Linked DNA regions of Canis lupus: region 1 is linked to region 2. A link is a contact called in public Hi-C data. All regions are on one chromosome and are shown on one strand. The core of a region is the stretch at or near the end of the contact, and the rest is flanking DNA. Distances in the headings are between cores, read along the strand shown. Region 1 overlaps UBAP1 (ubiquitin-associated protein 1). Region 2 holds the start of DCAF12 (DDB1- and CUL4-associated factor 12).

Region 1 (7,399 bases), core at 2,696-5,195, 96 kb after region 2:
TTCCTGGTTCTTGGGAGCTAGGACAAACTGTAAATAAAACAGCTGTGACCTTGTTCATGTTGGTTTGGTCCTTTGGCCTGAGAATGAGGGCCTTCAGGCCTTGGGTCTGAGTCATTATCAGAAGTGGTGGGCGGAGTCATGGGATTCTACCCACCAATCAAACTGAGGTTAATAGGGTCCGATGGCAGGGAGCAGCTGCCTACGGCTGCCTACGGGGCAGTCGAGGCAGGGTCCTGGAGTCACATTTCCTTCCTTGAAGGCCCCGCCTGGTGTGACTAATAGTCCCTCAGTCTTGGCTCTGTAGTATGGCAGCTGTGGCAGGGAACCGGATCCTTGTAGCTCATGGTGTGGGGCAGAGGTGGAGTGCCCTCGAAGCCCTGAGCCCCTGAGCCGGCCATGCAGGGGAACGTGCGGCACGTGCAGTCTCTGCCCAGCCCAGGGATAGGAGCAGGAATAGACACATTGTTGGGAGAGAGTCAGCCCCAGAGTTAGGGTTGTCTGAGGTGAATGATCTTTTTAGGACTCTGACATACAACAGCCTGAGAAACGGATAATGGAGCCCTGGAGAGAAATCATAGCAGCCGTCTTGCCATTAGTCCCATGGGCAGCCTCAGAACTTCTCTCATTCAAGCCCAAGGGATTTGAACACATGTTGCTCTTGTGGTATTTTCTCATTCTGGGATGAGCCCAGAGGGCAGTCACAATTTCAAGTGTCTTCCCAGTTTTTTTCCCTTGTGTGGTGTTACCTTACTGTTCTCCAGGATGTCTGGCCAGCAACCTGGCTCTTTCTTGCAGGCAGACTGTTTAGGAGTTTAATTAGTGTCAGAAATGGCAAGCCCCTGGACTGGGCTACTTCAGTGACCTGTCTTCTGGGACCTCAGTCTTCTTTCTTCCTGCCTGATCCTCTTGTTTCTCCACCACCAGGTCACACCTCCTAATTTCTCAATGTCACAAGTGCCCAATGCTCCCAGCTGTCCCCAGGCCTATTCAGAACTGCAAACACTGTCCCCCAGTGAGCGGCAGTGTGTGGAGACAGTGGTCAACATGGGCTACTCATATGAGTGTGTCCTGAGAGCCATGAAGAAGAAAGGAGAGAATATTGAGCAGGTGAGTGGTTGGTTGGCTGGTTGGTGATGGTGGGATCAGCCTGGAGAGAGGTCCTAGAACAGTGTCCTGCTTGTATCCTAGAGCCCTATCACACTCAGCCCCAGCGTTGTGAGTTGGCATGACTCGGCAATTTGTCCGGGGAAACTCACGCCCTCAGCATAGTGCTTCTACTTAAGGGGCTGCTCTGGGACCTAGGCTGGAGAAAAGCCCTGGGAGTATTTGAGCCATTGGACTGTTCTCTACCCCTCCTGAGAGGGCACACTAGGCTTGAGGTATGGTCAGATGTCTCCTAGAAACGTTTATCTTGTCATAGCTGCCCCAGAGTGTTCCAAAATAGGGTACTGGAGTCCTAAACCTTGGGGCCATTTCTGACGTGGCCTTTTTGTTAGAATATCCTGCCCAGGCTGTGGAGTTGACATTATGGGAGACGGGAGTCAGTTGTGACAGGAATTCCTTTGAAAAATGACTGCTCGTGTTTAGAAGGGTGTGCCTACCTATTCAGCAAATAGTCACTGAGGTCCTGTTGTGTTAGATGCGGTTCACAGTAGAAAATCAAGTCCTATCCAGAATCTAATAGCGAGGTGGGGAGCAGACATCACACTTGCTGGCTTGTGTAAGACTCTTGGGAAGCACCGAAAAGAGTGGTAATAGATCCTCAAACCTCCTTTTCTTTTCTTAAGATTCTCGACTATCTCTTTGCACACGGACAGCTCTGTGAAAAGGGCTTCGACCCTCTTTTAGTGGAAGAAGCTCTGGAAATGCACCAGTGTTCAGAGGAAAAGGTAGGACCTTTTGTGTTTTATAGGAACCCTCTGGAAAGGAGGGACAAAGTAGTTTTCCTCTGGCCAAGAACCCTCTTTCCCTACCAGTGACTGCAGACAGAAGTAGTCAGAATGCATTTTCTCTCAAGTGTCCAGATAGGCATTCAGCTAGTTTGGGTTGTTACGTTTGACGAAGCACTGGGTTGAAGACTGTCTAGAGTCCCAGGGAAAGGAAAGGGAAGGGAAAATGGAAATGACCTGGGCAAAAAGCTAGACTTTTGGATGACTGGGGAGATCTATAGTCTCTTTGCCTAGCCTGCTCTCTGGAGAGCAGCTGTTTCTGGGTTCAGTATCCTGCCTTGGTGTGAGTATGGATTTTGGTTAGTGGGACCCATGAGTCAGCAGAATTTGGAACTGGGCATAGTTTCTGAAGGATGAGTTATACCATCAACTAGTCTGCCTTGGCTTCCTCCACAGCCACCCTCTGCTTGCTGGGAGACCTCAGAGAGACTCAGGAGGCTTTGGCAAAAGATGCAGATTCCTCCCAAGCAGCCCCCTATATGGACATTCCTCCACCCTGCTTTGTGCCCAGACCCCTTTCTTCAATCTTTATTTTCTTCTATCCCTTAGATGATGGAGTTTCTTCAGTTAATGAGCAAATTTAAGGAAATGGGCTTTGAACTGAAAGACATTAAGGAAGTTCTGCTACTACACAACAATGACCAGGACAATGCTCTCGAAGACCTCATGGCTCGGGCAGGAGCCAGCTGAGACCAGGCTGCATAGGCCCTGCCATGGAACCACCCCTGCAGGAGGCGCTGAGGAGCCCACGTGTAGGGAAGGAGAGGGGGGCACACTTCCCGATTTTCTTTTGGGGGTGGAAGGTCAGGTGTGGAGACTGTGCTTGCCAGTCTCTGAGCTGGGGAAAAAGTAGGAAAGATTGGGGCATGTGAATGCCTCTAGCACTGCCCTGGCTCCTTCCATATTAAACATGTTTGTATTTTGAGAAGTGTCCTTCCCACCTCAGCCCTCCAGAGAAACCCTCCCTGGTCCTTCTGGAGTCTGTACGTCCTCAGCTGAAACCTGGCTCAGCTGCCAAAAGGAGGCAGGGAGAAGGGGTGGGAGGGCCAGACTCAGTGCTGCTTTAGGGCTAGATGCTTCCCTCCCCTGCCCCGGTGGACTGAACTCTTAATCCAAGTTGAGTGCAATTGAAAGGTTCTTCCAGGGTTTTTTTTTTTTTTTTTTTCTTAACAAAGTCTCTTAGTGTTAACACTGGTTCTGCAACGTCTCTGAGGTGCAAAGAATGCCCTTTCCATGTGGGGCGCTGAGTTTGCCTCTTTTGCCAGGCAGTTACCATGCTTCCCTGCCCCAGCCTGTTTCTTTTGGCTTGATTTGGACCACAGTCTTCTGCTACCCAGGATTTTAGAGCCCCCTGCTCTAGAAACTGTCGTCAGTTTAAGAAATCATTGGCTCCTTCCCAGCACAGAGTGGGGGAGAAACAGGCTGCAGTACAGTAGCCCAGCACTAGCTCCACCTCGGTTCTCCTTGGAGAACGGCCTCTCCCCCCAGCCCCCTGCTCTAGGATGACACGAGTAACACCTAGTCATAGAAATCAGTCTCTTTCATTTGTTTTATATTCTGTTGTACATCATTAAAGATCTAAATACAAAGGATATACAGTCTTGATGAATCTAAAGTAATTTGCTAACTATTTTGATTCTTCAGAAAACTACTAATAAAAATCTAAAAGGTATGTCCTGCTGTGATAATTTTATTGCCAAGTGCTATTTTATTGAGGGGGTGGGGTGGGTGGGGAAGGAATTCCTGCTTCCATTTGCTGGGGATGAAAACAGGTACTAACCATTTTCTGTCTTTTTAGTACTTTCTTCTCACTCTTAGGTCAGTGGGACCCAGGAGCTGGCCCTGCAGTCAGCCCTGGCTTTTGGTTTGCAGAGCAGGCCCAAATGAGGATCTGTTAAAAACTTGACCTAACTCAGTCTCTGGAACCAAGGACAAGCCTTCCTGCCAGACTAACTGTGGAGGTGAAACAGGCTGGGCCTTTGGGGCAATCATTCAGAAATGAGGAAGTCCCTTTTCCCATGAGACCCATCAGGCATTTATGTGCTGTGTGCCACAGTCAGGGCTGGATTCAGACTGCTTCACTAGCTCTCAGTGCTGCTGCTGTAGCTGAGAACTAAAGTCCAGAGTCCTCCCTGAAGTTTCTTGTCCTTATGCTTAATGCCATCCCACAGTCCCTCTTGTGCTCTTGGCTGGGAGTGGGTCTCTAATTCTAGTGATCCGATAAGGAGAATGCAGAACTTTTGGGCCAGGAAACTGGGAAAAGGCCGCCCTCTAGTGCTCAGATCAGGCAAAGGGTGGCAGGATTGGCAGGCTGAGAAAGCCAGTTGGCCCTTCTCGTACCTTTTTAATTAAGCCCTCTTTTTAAAACCTTAAAAAGGTATCCTTTCCCTGTAAGAAACTGAAGCTTCACACATTACAGTGGGCATCAGGGCCAAGGCTGTGACATATGCATCTTATCTGACCCAAAGTGGCCCTAGCAAGTGACAGACCACTTTGTATTTGTCTTGAGCTTCCCGATGAAGATATACAGCAGGCAGAACTCATGTTGAAGGGGTGTGTGTATAAAAATGCAACCTCAGAGTCTTGGACTGTTGACTAGAGCACTCCGTGCCAAGATACTACTGAACACAGGCCCTTGAGAGGGACTGCACAACCAGGATGATGCTGGATAAAAGGTAAGGTGAGGAGATAGACCTGCACAAGATCCTCCACTTCTTCACCTTTGCCACGAAAGGGCGTGGCAGGTGAGCCAGGAACTGCTACAGGAGCATGAGTGCTATTAAGAGAGTAATGCAGTGATGTGAGCACTCTCTTCTGTGTCTGAATTGCAGGAAGGGAGGGGAACTGGGGACACGAAGCCTGTCCCACCAGTCTCCAGGAGCTAATGGGGTAGGGTGAGCTCTGCCTCAAGTGTTTTACTAGTTTTTGGCCAAGTCTTGAAGAATAGTATTCAGCTAACAAAGCCCCTGAGTTCACGTTTTTTTTTGTTTGTTTGTTTTTGTTTAGTTCACGTTTTCTTCCCCAGCTTGTTACCTCTGACCTCTAGGTTACCACTGACCCACCCCATTCTTTGATCCTCAAATTTAGACACATCCACAAGGTTATCAGACCCAAGTGTGTTTCCCCCACCCAGACAAAATACTCTTCTAGCCCCATATTAAGGGTTTAGAAGGGGCATATTAAGTTTTTTTAGCCTGCTCTGTCCTTCCTTCCAGATGTTCCTGTGCTTGGAATTGTGCTGGGGCCTAGTCAAGGCCATGTGTGGCTGGGGTGGGGAGAGAGGCTAGTAGGCAGGACTGCGGAGTGGGTTCTAGGATTTGTAGGAAGGACCCGCCAGCGCCTGGGAATTCAGTACAAGTTTCTGAGCTGCCCCCATCACCTCATACTAGATCTTGTTCTAAGACACCACTGTCCTCTCAGGGACTGTGGTCGGCCTGTGGCAGGTCAGGTACAGCTGAAGCTGGCTCCTCAGACTCTGGATGCACTTGGATTTCAGAGCCAGGATTTCATCCAGCTGGGTCACAAAATCTTCAAAATCCTGAGAAAGGAAACAAAGGACAAATATGGACTTTTGCTTTTGCTGGCTTTTTCTGCCAAGGATCTGCTTTTCTAGTCCCTTTTCTTGCAGGAAACTTTGAGAGCCTAGGCCCTTCCTTCAGGTGGAAAGTCTGCAGGATAATCACTGTGGCACAGAGTAAGGCTCATTTCTCTGCATTTGAAAAACTTAAAAAAAAAAAAAAAAAAGACTTTATCTTTATTCTCTAAACCCAATGTGGGGCTCAAACCTACAACCCCAAGATCAAGAGTCGCACACTTCAGACTGAGCCAGCCACTCACCCCTGCATTTTAGCAACTTCTATGTAGATAGGTATTTTGCAGGGCAGAGGGGTATTTTTGTAAAAGTGCTTCTAGTTAGGGGCGCCTGGGCGGCTCAGTCAATTACGTGTCCAACTCTTGATCTCAGCTCAAGTCTTGACCTCAGGATCCTGAGTTCAAGCCCTGCATTGGGCTTCACACTGGGCATGAGGCCTACTTAAAAAAAAAAAAAGTACCTCTGGTCTGCATGTGGCATGTCACTTACCATCACAGGGAGGGGCTCCAGCAAGCCAAATAAAAAGGCGGAATGGCAAAGGATGGAAACATTTTAGCCTGAAAATGGGAAGTGCAGCACCATCTCCCACCTATCCTTGCACCTGCTTGAGCTATGTCAGAGGAATGGTAAGAGGAGCCCCAAGTTCTCTTAGAGTACGATGGCAGACCTTACTTCAAACACAACCACAGCAAACAAGGATGGCCAGCAGACTACCTGTGGGCTAATTCCCAAGAGCCCCCAAGTGTCTAGCCAAAACCACTTACATTAAGAGCCAGCTGGCTCAGCAGGGTCTCCTCCTTGAAGCCCAGTTCTGCCATTCTATCCAGCTGTTCCTGGTGTGCTTGGATGACCACCTGCCTGGAACACCAGAGGGAACACTGTGATCCTCTGGGCCTCCCATCTTTCCCAGGCATCTTTTCTGGAGCTGAGCCTCATTTTCTGACCAGGAGCTGCCCCTGCCCAGAGTGGTCAAAGCTTGGACTAGGGCCAGCCCACCACCACCTCCTCCCGTCACCTGTTCTTCTCCAGATTCGTCTAGGGATGAGAATGTACCAAGAAGATACTGGAAAGGGGGCTTCTCGACTGTTCCTGGCTCCCCAGCTACCCTGAGGAACAGGGATGAGTGCTGCTTCTCCTTTACAGGAGCTGCCCCAAGCTTCCCTGCTAAAAGGCTCAAGGCTGTGACCACTGTAGCTGACATGCTTGGCACAAGGTGGAGCCTACTGCCTCCCCTGCCTGCCATCATTTCTACTTCCTATGGGGAGTCCCAGCACTAAAGTAGGGGATTTGAGCTAGTAACTGGAGGATCTGACTTTTGTCAGACCTTACTGATAGTGTCCTGGGACAGGTGGGCACTTCACCTATACATCCCTGCAAGTCCTTCTCTTTGTCCACGGCCTAGCCTGAGCCCCAGTGAGCAGCAGGTACACAGCTGGCCTAGATCTTAGGAGCCCTAGCAAAAGCTGTAGCCTCTGTTCCCATATACCCACTATCTCCCCGGCATCTCATGCTAAGGGACCCTGCTGGATCTTTCTCTATACTTTCTCTTTGCTGCACTATCCAAAGCATCCTTTGGGGAAAGCAGCACAAATCACCAGTCCCTGTTTTTGACCTTTGCCATCCTGGAAGGTGCCCACCTTGCCTTGGTTCTGAGGGCACCAGGCTGCACCTGGTATGCCTCTGGGCAGCCCTTCCAGGAACACAGACCCAACAGAATGAAGAGGATTCCGATCTCACCACAGGTCACAGGCTTGCTGAAGGGGACAGATCCTCCCTTTTCTCACTTAAGTCCCAGCTTTCCCAGACTCGGAGTCACCCACCCTGGCAAGCCTGCTTCCTCAAAAAGCTAGAGAAAAGC
Region 2 (6,854 bases), core at 1,148-3,647:
TAATTACTATACCGACCTGAGCTGCATCTCTACCCACGCACCGTCTCCCCTCTCAGTCTGTACTCCCCGTGGAGCATGGAGAGTGCAGCTGGGGGCAGACTGGGGTCCCACGCCTTCCAGGGACACGCAATCAGGGCCACCCCCCTGTCACCAGGCCCGCGCTCCAGGCCGTTGAGGAATCGCGAAAAATCAAACACTAAGGGAGTAGGAGGCACGGGAAATCAGAGTATGAAACGCGTTCAACAAGGGCGTTATAGGGATGATACCTGAGAACTGCTGTTTTTTATACCGATCCAAGAGGCAAAAAGCCCAGGTCAGGGAAACCTATTTCCCATATAAAGCACGCAATCATCTCCGCTTCCCGAGGTCCCGGAAGGGGGACTTTACGGTCTCCCAGTATCTTCTGGGAGGTTTTGTTCCTGATTCCCATCGACGTTGGTTTCCCTTCCGCCAAGGACAAGATTGTAGCTTCTTCTCAAGCCCCACGACCGGCTGCAGGGCTTCCCTGGAATAGGCCCTGTTCCAAGTTTCCCTTTAGCTCCTGATTGCTCTGGCCTTTCTGCTCTTCTCTGAATCCCTGAGGGCCGGGCCCGGCCCTGACCCTACAGGCTGGGGCCCCACTCCTGCCCCATCTCTGACTACAAACCTTGGTCCCCGGGTTCCGGTTTCCTGATCTTAGAACCCTCCCCCGCTCTAGGTGCCTCGGCGGTAGAACCCGGGTCCAGGCCTCTCAGCCCTCACCTGCGGGCACTGAGCGTCGCTCCCAGCTCCTGGCGAGGCGGGCGCTTTCCGCTTCCTGCTAACTGCTTTCCGGGCCATAGTGGGCAGCGCCGCAGCGGCCCCGCAGCCACATGGGGCGGGGGTAGCTAGGGTTAGCAAGACGGCGGGTCATATACTGGGCCCCGGGGCCGCGCACTTTTGTGCGCCTGGCCCGGAAAATGGCCCGGACCCGGGGAGGCAAGCAGAGAGAAAGGAGGGAGGGAGGGCAGGGGTCGGGAAAGGGAAAGGGCCGGGGAGGAAGAAACGAGCAGCTCTCAGACGAATTGAGTCTGAAAGGACGGCGAGCGGCGAGAACCAAAACACCCCCTCCCCTTCGCCCGCGCTCCGTCACCCTTGCGCAGCCGCACTCCGCAGCATGTCGCCACGGCGACGCTGCCGGGCCTTCAGGGGTGGGGTTTAGGGCCTGCGAGTGGAGAGTTCGCGGCAGTTGTTTGGCTGCCGCCCGCGCATTTCCAACGGTCGTCAGATGGCCGCTGAGGTGGAAGACCCGGGGTCGAAGGAATCTGCGTTCTGCCGTGGACCGCGGATCCCCGCCTGCCCGTCCGCAGGCACCCGGAAGTGAGGACGGCTATCCTCGCTCCGGTTAGGAATTCCTCCCGGCACACGCCTTTACCCGGCAGCTGCCACTGGTTATCTCTTACTGAGCGCCGCACTTTCCCCGAACCTATCGGAAACGGAGCGCTGACACCGTGGGCTGTACTCTATGCCCGGAGGCAGGACCTCCTTCCTCCACCCTCGCAAGGTGGAGTCCGGCTTAGGGTCCACGCCCGCCTGGCCAGACTTGCCCTCCGCAGCGTTTCTGCCCTGCCTGGCATTACCAGCCCAGGATGCTCCCCAGGGCTCTGGCCGCCTCCTTCCCATCCCTGGGGAGCCCACGGGCTCCATTCTCCACGCAGTCATGCCTCCCTGCTGGCCACCTCCCCCGCCTAACCATCTCTCCTGCCCTAACCGTAACAGCCCCTCAAGTGAGCTTTCCCTCAGCTACGACCTTCAGATTCTCACGACCTACCGGCCACACTGCCTTTTGTGCTTTATGAAATAGGTCTCATGCCTTAAGTTATGTTTTGTATGTCTCCCATGCAGTCCTAAATTGAGGACAGGACCCCTGCCTGCCTCTCCCTGGGGACCCTGGTTGCATCTCCATGAGGGCAGATGGGGTGAAACTCTGAACCACAGAGAAGAGAGTAGAGTGGATGTTGCTTGTCGGTCAGTTAGATAACGGGGCTTCTTCAGGATCACCCTTGCCTCCATTTTCAGAAGATCCTGTAGGAATTTGCGCTGGCTTCCACTTTCCTCAGGCACAGAAACTCTTTGAGGAAGCAGGATGCTCTTGCTTGGGGTTGACTGTCCTCGGGCTCTAGTGCCCAGTTACCTGATGATGGTTGCTTCAGACCTCATACCTCCAGGGAGCTCTGTTGACCCATCCGAAGCTCTGCCTACAAGATTTGGATTTGTTTTCCACACCAAAACAAAGACCAGATTGAGACAGGGTCCTCTGCCATCCCAAGTGGGCACTGCCACTAATTTCTAATGCCACCTTGGGAAAGGCAGCCCCATCTTACTTCATCAGGCCTATCCCTTCAGAGACATGCACAGAGTGAATGGGTCAGAAGTGGTTCAGTTTCCTTTTTAAGCCTATTGTTCCAGTTCTGTCTTGCCTCACAATGCCCTTGATGACCCAGGAGCCCATTGGGCAAGAATCTGGAATTCCTTTGAGAATCTCTAGGCTCATGCCAGGCTGCACATGGTATTGCCCAGTCAGAGGCTTCAGCCTCATCCTTAAGGTTAGTACGCTTTATCTTGGCATCCCAGGAACTAGCCCCAAATGCACTTCCCAACAGAGCTTATAATTTCTGTGGAATGAAGATTCACCGGGAAGTTTAAAAATCCACAATTGCCTTTATTTATTTTATTTATTTATTTATTTATTTATTTATTTATTTATTTATTTATTTTAAATTTATTTATTTATTTATGATAGTCACACACAGAGAGAGAGAGAGAGAGGCAGAGACACAGGCAGAGGGAGAAGCAGGCTCCATGCACCGGGAGCCCGACGTGGGATTCGATCCCGGGTCTCCAGGATCGTGCCCTGGGCCAAAGGCAGGTGCCAAACCGCTGCACCACCCAGGGATCCCTATTTATTTTATTAACATGTATTTATTTATTTGAGAGAGAGCACACGCATGTGCATGCAGGTGGGGAGGGGCAAACAGAGAGGAAGAGAGAGAATCTCAGGCAGACTTCCCACTGAGCCCAACCTGGGGCTTGATCTCACTACCTTGAGATCTCTACCTGAGGAGAAAGCAAGAATCAGACACTTAACCTACTACTCACGCACCCAGGTATCACAGTATCATCACTCTTTTAAGAACAATTGTGTGGGGGTACAAGGGTGGCTCAGTTGGTTGAGTGTCCAACTCTTGACTTCAGCTCAGGTCATGATCTCTGGGTTGTAGGATCAGCCCCATGTTGGGCTCCTCGCTCAGTGTGGAGTCTGCTTGAGATTCTCTCTCCCTCTGCCCCTCCCACTCATGCTTGCTCTCTCTCTAATAAATAAATAAATAAATAAATAAATAAATAAATAAATAAATAAATAAATAAATAAATAAATAATATATTAAAAAAAAAAGAAGACCAGTGATACCAAAAATAAAACCCCCAAACCTGTTGATGATACCAAGGATTGGTAAGGAGGCAGAATGACTGGAACTTTCATACATTACTAGTGAGCATGTAAATTAGTACAATTTGGAAAAATCTATGACAGTACCTACTATAGCTGAGTACGTGTACTTTATAATCCAAAACTTCAACTTCTGATTATAACAACAGAAATGAGTGTTTATGGTCACCAAAAGGCAAAAGAATAATCAGTTTTATTCATAGCAGCTACAAATGGGAAATAGTTCATATGTCAATCAATAGGGACACCTGGGTGGCTCAGTTGGTTAAACATCTGCCTTATCTTTGGGTCCTGGGATCGAGCCCCACGTTGGGCTCCCTGCTCAGTAGGGAGTCCGCCTCTCTCTTTATCCCTCTGCCTCTGCCTTTCTCCACTGCTCGTTCTCTTTCTCTCTCAAATAAATAAATAAAATCTATTAAAAATGTCAATCAATAGTAGATAAATTGACAGTTCCCATGATGACTTCATTAGGTTTGATAATTTGCTATAATGACTCACAGGACTCAAGAAAATAAATACTATTAACAGTTTATTATAAAGGCTATTATAAAAGATACAAATGAGCAGCCAGATGAAGAGTGAGGTCTGGAAGGGTCCTGAACACAGAAGATTCTTTCCCTATGGAGTTTGGGGTACACTACCCTCATAGCATGTGGATATATTCAACAACTTGGAAGTTCTCTAAACCCCATAGTTTAGGTTTTACGTGGAGGTTACATTATGAAGGCATGATTCATTAAATCATTATTCTTTGGGGCGCCTGGGTGGCTTAGTCAGTTAGGTGTCTGCCTTTAGCTTGGGTCATGGTCCTGGGGTCTCCCTGCTCTGGAATCTGCTTCTTCCTCCCCCTTCTATCAATCCCTCCTGTTCATGCTCTCTCTCTCAAAATATTTTTAAAGTTAAAAAAAATCATTAACTTTTGGTAATTAATTCAATCCCCATCCTTTTTTCCTTTCCCAGAGGTTGAGAAATTAAGGCTGAAAGTTCCAAACCTGGCATCACATGGTTGGTTTCTCTTATATCCAAGGAACCATCCTGAAGGTATCTAAGGAACCATCTTGAGTCACCCCATTAACATAAACTCAGGTTTGATTGAGAATTACTGATAAATAATAAAAGATTGCTTCTCACCATTATCCCTTAGAAAAGTATAAGAGTCTTAGGAGCTTTTGTGTCAAGAACCAGGACAAAGACCAAATACATATCTTATATCCCAATATCATAGTAATAGAAGTCACTGTATTGGGGTGCCTGAGTGGCTCAGTCGGTTAAGCATCTGCCTCTCAAGTCGTGATCCCAGGGTCCTGGGATCAAGCCCCACATCAGGTTCCCTGCTCGGTGGGAAGCCTGCTTCTCCCTTTCCCTGTGCTGCTCACCCTGCTTGTGCTCTCTCTCTGTCAAATAAATAAAATCTTAAAAAAAAATAATAAGTCATTTAACTAACTGCTTTGCTAACTGGTTACTAACTAGGAGAATAATGGAGGCTTCTGGTGTTCAGAAAATTTCTTTTTCAAAAAAAAAAGAAAATTTCTTTTTCTTTTTAAAATATTTTATTTATTTATTTGAGAGAGAGAGAGAAAACGAGTAGGGGGAAGGGCAGAGAGAGCAGCAGACTCCCCACTTAGCAGGGAGCCTGGCACAACTCAGGGCTCAATCCCAGGACCCCAGGATCATGACCCAAGCCAAAGGCAGATGTTTAACAGACTGAGCCCTGCAAACACCCCTGGTGTGCAAGAAATTTCTACGTATGTTCATGTATGTGTGTGTGTATATATATATATATTTAAAAAATAAAAAATTACTTTTAGTAATTTCTATACTCAAGATGGCTCAAACTCACCACCCTTGTGCTCATTTCGGCAGCACATATACTAAACTCACCACCCTGAGATCAAGAGTTGCATGCTCCTTAAGAGTGAGCCAACCAAAAAAAAAAAGAAGAGTGAGCCAACCAGGTGCTTGCCCCTTTACAGATTTTATTTTTAAGTAATCTCTACACCCAACGTGGGGATTGAACCTACAACCCAGAGATCAAGAGTTGCATGTTCCACCCACTGAGCCAGCCAGGTACCCAGAAATTTCTATATCTTGATCTTGGTGATGATTATACTAGTACTTGCTGATGATTATTACATACATATGTAAAATTCATCAAGCTGCACATTTAAGTATGCAGTTTATGCTAGTATACCTCAGTATAAAGAAATAAACATTGTGGGGGATCCTTGGATGGCTCAGCGGTTTGGCGCCCACCTTTGGCCCAGGGCGTAATCCTGGAGACCCGGGATCGAGTCCTACATCAGGCTCCCTGCATGGAGCCTGCTTCTTCCTCTGCCTGTGTCTCTGCCTCTCTCTCTCTCTCTCTCTCTCTCTGTGTGTCTCTCATGAATAAATAAAAAATATTTTTTTAAAAAAAGAAACATTCAAACATTTTTTACCTGTTTTTTTTCCTTTGTACTTTTAAGAGACAATTAGGCTAGGAAGAAGGAAAATTTAGAAACCACAACCCTAGGCTGAAATGAACCTGAGAGGACATTGAATACATCACTTTACTCTCACCTCCACAATATTCTCCAGGCATATGAAAGCCTGAGAATCACCTTTGTCTCTCCCAATTCTTGTACCCTCTCCTCACACATTCACCTATCTTCAAATATCTTGAGTTGGGTCACCTGGGTGTCTCAGTCAGTTAAGCATCTGCCTTCAGCTCTGGTCATGATCCCTGGGTCCTGGGATTGAGCCCCACCCTCACCCCCTATCAGGTTCCCTGCTCAGTGGGGCTTGAACACATGACCGCAAGATCAAGATTCACATGCACATTGGGCTGCTTGGCTGGCTAAGTTGATGGAGCATGTGACTCTTGATCTTGGGGTTGTAAATTCAAACCCCGTGTTGAGTGTAGAGATTACTTAGAAATAAAATCTTTGGCCCCTGAGTAGCTTGGTTGGTTAAATGTCCAACTCTTGATTTTGGCTCTGGTCATGATTCCAGGGTCCTGGGATTGAGTCCTGCATCTGCTTCTCCCTCTGCCCTCCCCCCACCCATTCTCTCTCTCAAAATCTTTTTTTGGGGGATCCCTGGGTGGCGCAGTGGTTTAGCGCCTGCCTTTGGCCCAGGGCGCGATCCTGGAGACCCGGGATCGAGTCCCACGTCAGGCTCCCGGTGCATGGAGCCTGCTTCTCCCTCTGCCTGTGTCTCTGCCTCTCTCTCTCTCTGTGACTATCATAAATAAATTAAAAAAAAAAAATTAAAAAAAAAATCTTTTTTTGGGGAGTAGGCTGGGTGGCTCAGCTGTTTAGCACTGCCTTCTGCCCAGGGCTTGATCCTGGAGACCTGGATTGAGTCCCACATTGGGCTCCCTTCATGGAGCCTGCTTCTCTCTGTCTCT

The links. Hi-C and Micro-C count contacts between places; a contact is called where the count stands out from the background.
Region 1: a contact with region 2 is called in a Hi-C map of blood, with 1.7 times the contacts expected there. The contact joins the enhancer-like site here to the promoter of DCAF12 in region 2. A contact is called at or near these places in 2 of 9 Hi-C or Micro-C datasets (amygdala and blood).

Annotation. Positions count from the first base shown.
Region 1 is chr11:51,208,841-51,216,239 of UU_Cfam_GSD_1.0, forward strand. It overlaps UBAP1 (ubiquitin-associated protein 1), which reads left to right. Exons shown (of 6, transcript XM_038552645.1): 4 at 925-1,107; 5 at 1,788-1,889; 6 at 2,499-3,621. The coding sequence ends at 2,639. KIF24 (kinesin-like protein KIF24) reads right to left here. Exons shown (of 13, transcript XM_038552625.1): 12 at 6,306-6,399; 13 at 3,475-5,487. The coding sequence ends at 5,347. Among named protein-coding and RNA genes, the nearest start is that of KIF24, 75 kb to the right of the region's middle. Within about 2 kb of position 3,946, at least 4 of the 20 cell types and tissues checked have an H3K27ac peak or open chromatin away from gene starts, as enhancers often do. A contact at or near this core is called in blood, where this site is marked.
Region 2 is chr11:51,113,967-51,120,820 of UU_Cfam_GSD_1.0, forward strand. DCAF12 (DDB1- and CUL4-associated factor 12) reads right to left here and starts at 2,398. Exons shown (of 9, transcript XM_038552649.1): 1 at 2,026-2,398. The coding sequence starts at 2,031. It overlaps LOC111098083 (a long non-coding RNA gene), which reads left to right and starts at 1,137. Exons shown (of 4, transcript XR_005366930.1): 1 at 1,137-2,564; 2 at 4,427-4,507.